Linked DNA regions of Mus musculus: region 2 is linked to region 1. A link is a contact called in public Hi-C data. All regions are on one chromosome and are shown on one strand. The core of a region is the stretch at or near the end of the contact, and the rest is flanking DNA. Distances in the headings are between cores, read along the strand shown.

Evidence for each region. Hi-C and Micro-C count contacts between places; a contact is called where the count stands out from the background.
Region 2: a contact with region 1 is called in a Hi-C map of bone marrow-derived macrophages, with 33 read pairs. The contact joins two enhancer-like sites. A contact is called at or near these places in 3 of 15 datasets of contacts at CTCF or cohesin (CD8 T cells, the NIH/3T3 cell line and embryonic stem cells), 1 of 484 Hi-C or Micro-C datasets (bone marrow-derived macrophages) and 4 of 115 datasets of contacts at active chromatin or transcription factors (all in embryonic stem cells).

What each region holds. Positions count from the first base shown.
Region 1 is chr13:51,829,509-51,832,208 of GRCm38.p6, forward strand. No RefSeq gene overlaps it. Among named protein-coding and RNA genes, the nearest start is that of Gadd45g, 16 kb to the right of the region's middle. Within about 2 kb of position 1,398, at least 4 of the 459 cell types and tissues checked have an H3K27ac peak or open chromatin away from gene starts, as enhancers often do. A contact at or near this core is called in bone marrow-derived macrophages, where this site is marked.
Region 2 is chr13:52,187,071-52,189,821 of GRCm38.p6, forward strand. No RefSeq gene overlaps it. Among named protein-coding and RNA genes, the nearest start is that of Gm33041, 34 kb to the right of the region's middle. Within about 2 kb of position 1,356, at least 64 of the 459 cell types and tissues checked have an H3K27ac peak or open chromatin away from gene starts, as enhancers often do. A contact at or near this core is called in bone marrow-derived macrophages, where this site is marked.

The DNA of each region.
Region 1 (2,700 bases), core at 148-2,647:
TGCCTTGTCTCGCCCAATCTCAAGTAGATGAGAGATTGTTATCTCTGTCTTAGTGATAGGCAAAAGGGATTGGCAACTAAAATATGGTGGAACTGATGTTCCAACTACCCAACATGACCTGCAATGTGGGCCAAGGATTAGGGGCTGGCTTTGCATTAGGTGTATAACAATGTTTTTCTCTCTCTTTCTCTCTTTCTCTCTCTCTCTCTCTCTCTCTCTCTCTCTCTCTCCCTTCCTTTTCTTCTTCTTCTTCTTCTTCTTCTTCTTCTTCTTCTTCTTCTTCTTCTTCTTCTTCTTCTTCTTCTTCTTCTTCTTTTTCGAGACTTCTCTGTGTAGCCCTGGCTGTCCTGGAACTCACTCTGTAGACCAGGCTGGTCTTGAACTCAGAAATCCACCTGCCTCTGCCTCCCAAGTGCTGGGATTAAAGGCGTGCGCCACCATCGCCCAGCCAATGTCTTTCTTTTAATGTTATATTTTATTTATTATCTTTTAGGTGGGTGCTTCTGGGTCATGCTGTGGTCAGAGGACAATTTGCTGGAGTCACGTCCCTTCTTTCATGATGTGGGTCCCAGGGATGCAACTCAGGTTGCCATGCCTGGCAGCAGGTGCCCTTACCCACCTTGCCACCTTGCCACTTCGCCAGACCTATGCTAAAAATTTAAGATTAAGATCATGATAATTCTTTAGTACTTTAAAAACATGTTATACCACCATATTCTGTCACAATTTATTTTCTCCTTCTAAATAATCATAGATATTACTTTTATGTCACCTTTCCTAATCTTTGCATGCATTTGGTTAAAACTTCCCTAAGATAGCACATTATATGGTTAGTAGGTCAACTATTTTTTTTTAATTAAAATGAGGATATGGGATAGTTGAGCTGGTAGAACACTTGTGTGTAGGCCTGACAACCTGATTTCTATCCCTGGGTCCAACAAGGCAACAGGACAGAACTGGCTCCTGAGAACAGAATGTGGTATGTGCACACCTGCGTGTGAGTGCAAGCATGCCCAGTACACTAAATAAATAACTTAAAATGTAGATATCTTTAAATAAAATGCTGTCACTGCTCTCCTTGCTGTATCGGCTTTTTATTAACACCAGAACAATAGATATTAAATGTTACAGTTACTTTTGGGCTTCAAGCGATTTTTTTTTTAAAAAATAGGTTGTTTCTCAATAGTCTAGGCTGGCCTCAGACTTGTGTCAGTTCTCCTGTCTCAGCCTCCAGAGTCCTGGGATTGCAACTGTGAGACACCACGCTTGAGAAGTAGGTGAAAGTTTACTGGACCGGTTTGTGTTAAAGAACTCCTTTAGCATCTTTATGTAGCAGTCATGTTCTGGGTGAGTCTTGCTTGCTGGGATGAGGGAGAATGGTCTTGTAAATGCTCAATGTAAACACTAGAGGGTGCTGTGGACCCGCGTTTGGTTTGTTTTGGTAGCATTAAGTGTAATTACTTCATTGTTCAAGTACAAACCCTTTTAATTCAATATGTTTCTCAAAGCATTGCCCCTAATTGGGCTTTCATTGAGTAGCCCTAACCTAGCAGGGTGTCTAAAATTTTATTTTCTCCATTTGATTTTGGGAAAAAGGTTTTGACAATTTCATTCAAGAGTCACTGAAACCCAGGTATCATCACATCCCATCTGTTACTTTTCTTCCCTTTCTCTGGCTCTCGGCTTCCCGTCTTCCTCTCTCTTCACTCTCCTTCCCATTTCTACTTGCTGTGCTCACCCAGGCATGTAAGCGGAGTCCAGAGTCGTCATCTTCTCTCACTCAAACTGGTGCTTGCTGCTTTAGCTTAGCCAGCTGGCCAGAAAGCTCCCTTGATCCTCCTGTCTCTACTCCAGCACACTGCATCGTGCCTGACCTTTCACCGGGGTACTAGAGATTGATTGTGGGCCCTCATGCTTTGGTGACCAGCACTTTACCCACTGGGCCATCTCCCTGGTCCACTAAAGGTTCTTCAAACTTGGGTGTGATAAGGGTTAGCAAAAACACCTGAGGGGTTCTGTTAGAATCCTGCAGTCAAAACGCCAGGATCGATGGACCGATTCCCAACCGCTGTGAGTCTCAGTTTCTCTCTCCACTGGTCAAATATGGAACCAGTGGAAGGGGCACATCATCGATCCTGATTAGAACTAAGCGATCTCACAGAAGGAAAGCACTGCGTACAGCTCCCATCCAGAGGCGCTCCACCGAGGTTCAGCTCTGTCTGAGCTCAAGTGTGCAGCATAGACTCTTTAGGCGCTAGAGGAGCCAAGTGGGGTGTGGCGCTGTTCCTGTGTCTGATTCCTGTCCCCCTCCTGCCCCCCCCCCCCCGCCCCAGCAGTCAGGTCAGTCCTATGCAGCCCGCAGTGTGATTCAGGCCTTGTACTTAGCCACCAGTTGGTACTCAGTGAGATGGACCCAAACCCACTCTGGTGGCTTAAATCCTTCCCGGTCAGGCAGGAGGCAGAGCTGGTGGCTGTACCCTGCTTCTGTCAGGAGAACCTTGATTGTGGGGGTAGGGTGGAGATAAAGACAAATGGAGGGGGTGAGGAGGAGCTGGCTCAGTCCGTATAGAGTTTGCCGTGAAGATATGAGAAGCTAAGTTCAGATCTCATGTAAAATGATGGGGTGGAGGCGTGGGCCTGAAACCCCAGTCCTGGGAAATGGAGGCGGGAGGATCTAGAAGGCACACTTGCCAGCCAGTC
Region 2 (2,751 bases), core at 106-2,605, 360 kb after region 1:
GTGGAGGGTGACTGCCACCATAAGCTGTCTGTTTGCAGAGAAGATAAGCATCTCACCTGGGCCACTCCTGGTGGTGTTTATGTCTTTTAGATTGCAGCTCTGTTTGGGGTTGTGGAGGCCATGTTGCCTCATGCAGTCTGCCTTGCCCTGAGACAGATTGCCACCCTACATAAGGACTTATCGGCTCCTGGAACCAGCTCTGTCCCGACTTGCCCTCTTTGTACTGGACAATGGGGATGGGATCATATTTGGGAAGCATCCTGCTTCAAGATAGCTCACTATGAACAGAGCTATCTATTGGTACAAGGATAGACAAGGACCAAGTCCCTCACTGAGAAAGGAACTTCCTTTCTTGGGTCTCCTTTCATCTTTGCAGGAGGAGCCACTCAACATTACTGGCTTAAAAATAACCTAGAGGGAAGGCGGGACTAAAGAGATGTCTCAGCCCTTATGACTATGTATGCTTTTGCAGAAGACCTGAGTCAGATTCCCAGTACCCACGTCGGGTGGCTGACAACTTTGTATCACTCTATTCGACTCCAGCTTCAAGGGATCCCATGTCCTCTTCTGGCCTCCAAGGGGACATGCACAGATGTATTATGTATTATGCCCTGACATACACATAATAACAAATAAACATCACTTTAAAGGCCAGGGATGCAGTTCAATTGATAGAAGCATTAAAGGAATCTCCCGTCTAAAAGATGACAATGGAGTTTAGTTATTATTGTTGATGAGTGTTTTGTCAGGAAAGCAAAGAAAAAAAATTTCCCAATAAAATATAATTTATATCAAGAATCCTTACCCACTACTTACCCCCAACAAAGACATCAGGGGCTCCATCTGAAGCTGGGCATCCTAGTTCTCCTCTGGGACTTTTTTGCCTTGAGCTGAGGGCACTGAGACCATGCTGGGCCTGTTGCCTTGCCAGGATCTGGCTTCCCTCCCTGAGGTTGGCTTACTGGCCACATCATGCCCCCAGCTGGCCTGCCCCGTTCCACATTCCAGCTCTCTGTCTTCCAGCACTCACAGAGGCTGTCTTTGCTCACTTGGACACAGACTCTACGCTTCAGTCTATAGGTCACTTTCCCCGTGGGACCTTAGCGTTATGCCGCCGATGAGGTGGCCTCAACGCAGTTCTGAGGAACTATATTCCAAGCAGTTCTACATGTCTGTGAGTGCAGGGGTCCATTTCTCCCTGTAGGTGGAATGAGAAGCCTGGATTACCCAGCAGCTAATCCCCAATCTCTCCACCAGCTTCAGCAGCCAAGTCCATATGACGACAGCACCCCTTGGACTCTGTTCTGTGTAGGAAGGCTTAGCTATTGACATAAGGCCAGCTGTACACTGCCTGGACAATGGGGACAATCCTGCCAGCTCTGCTCCTGCCTGTCACAGTTGTCATGTCCTGTTGAGGTGACACAGCCCTCCAAGACTTTTCTTGTCTCTGTTTCTCTTTTAAGCACTCAAATATCAGCTTTACTCTGACCATAGACCTCAGGGAAGGCCAGCAAACAGAACCTGGATCCTTCCAGATTGCCGGGTTGCTCAGTCATGATTACCATAGCTTTCATGTGGTTTGAATGATTACACCAAGATTCATGTGGTGGGAACCTGGTGCCAAGTGCGGTGGAATTGAGACTGTGGGACCTTTAAGAGGGGCAGCCATGACTAATGATGTCACAACTACTAACCCTGTTGAGTAACATTCATGATGGCTCTTCCCTCTGAAAGAATTGTATGTCCCTCAAGACTCATTAGTTGTCATGGGGACAAATTACTGTGAAGAGGAAGCTGACTTTTGCATCCCTCTGGCTTTCTGTCTGGTCATGTGATCATTCCCTCTTGTCCCATCTTCCTTATCATGTTGAGGTGGAGCCAGAAATCTCTCACCAGAGCCAAGCAGACACCAGGGCCACATACTTGAGCACCAGAACCAAAAGCCAAGTAAGTGCCCTTTTTTTCCTTATATAGTTGCAAGCCTCAAATTTTTGGTATAGCAACGAGAAACAGACTAATCTATTTTCAGCTGAATCATTTATAACATGAGCCCTCCAGCCCTACGTGTTCTGAGTTCTAGCCTCCCAGAAGCCTCCAAATCCCAGGAACAAAAGACACCACTGACCCAGATCAGCCATTGATAACATCTGTCCACCGTGCACGTGCAAACAGGCATTTGCAAAGAAACTTATTCAGCAGCTACTCATCCAGACCCTGGGCCTGGATCTTCCCGAAATGGCATAGTCAAGGTTTGTAAAGCAAGTCATTTGAAAGGTGATTCGCTTGGAAAATGCATTTTTAAATGGGATGGTGCTGTTCAGGCTCCAGTCTCGGTGACCTCAGGGATGCACGCACGCAGTCTGAACAGTGCACAATTGTAACTGTTCCATCAGGCAGGGGGTACTCTAGGAAGAAATGCCTGTACTATCAGACTATTGAAACAGGTTGAAGCTTGCTCCAACCGCTGGACTTTTCCTGGGAATCCCATGCTGAGGCAAAAAAAAAAAAAAAAAAAAAAAAAAAAAAAAAAGGTTGAAGCTTGGTGTTGATTAGAGGAGGAACTTGCCTTGCCTCCCAGGAAGAGACGTCCCACAGTTCTGATCTCTCGCCAGAACACTTTGAGGAAGGACTGAACTAACTGGAGCTGTGTCAGGGATGGGCTGATCCTGGGCAGGACCACACCCTGACCTGACTGCTTAGCTATGCATGCCTCTTGCATTCTATTTAAGCCTAAGCTTCCTGTCGAGACTC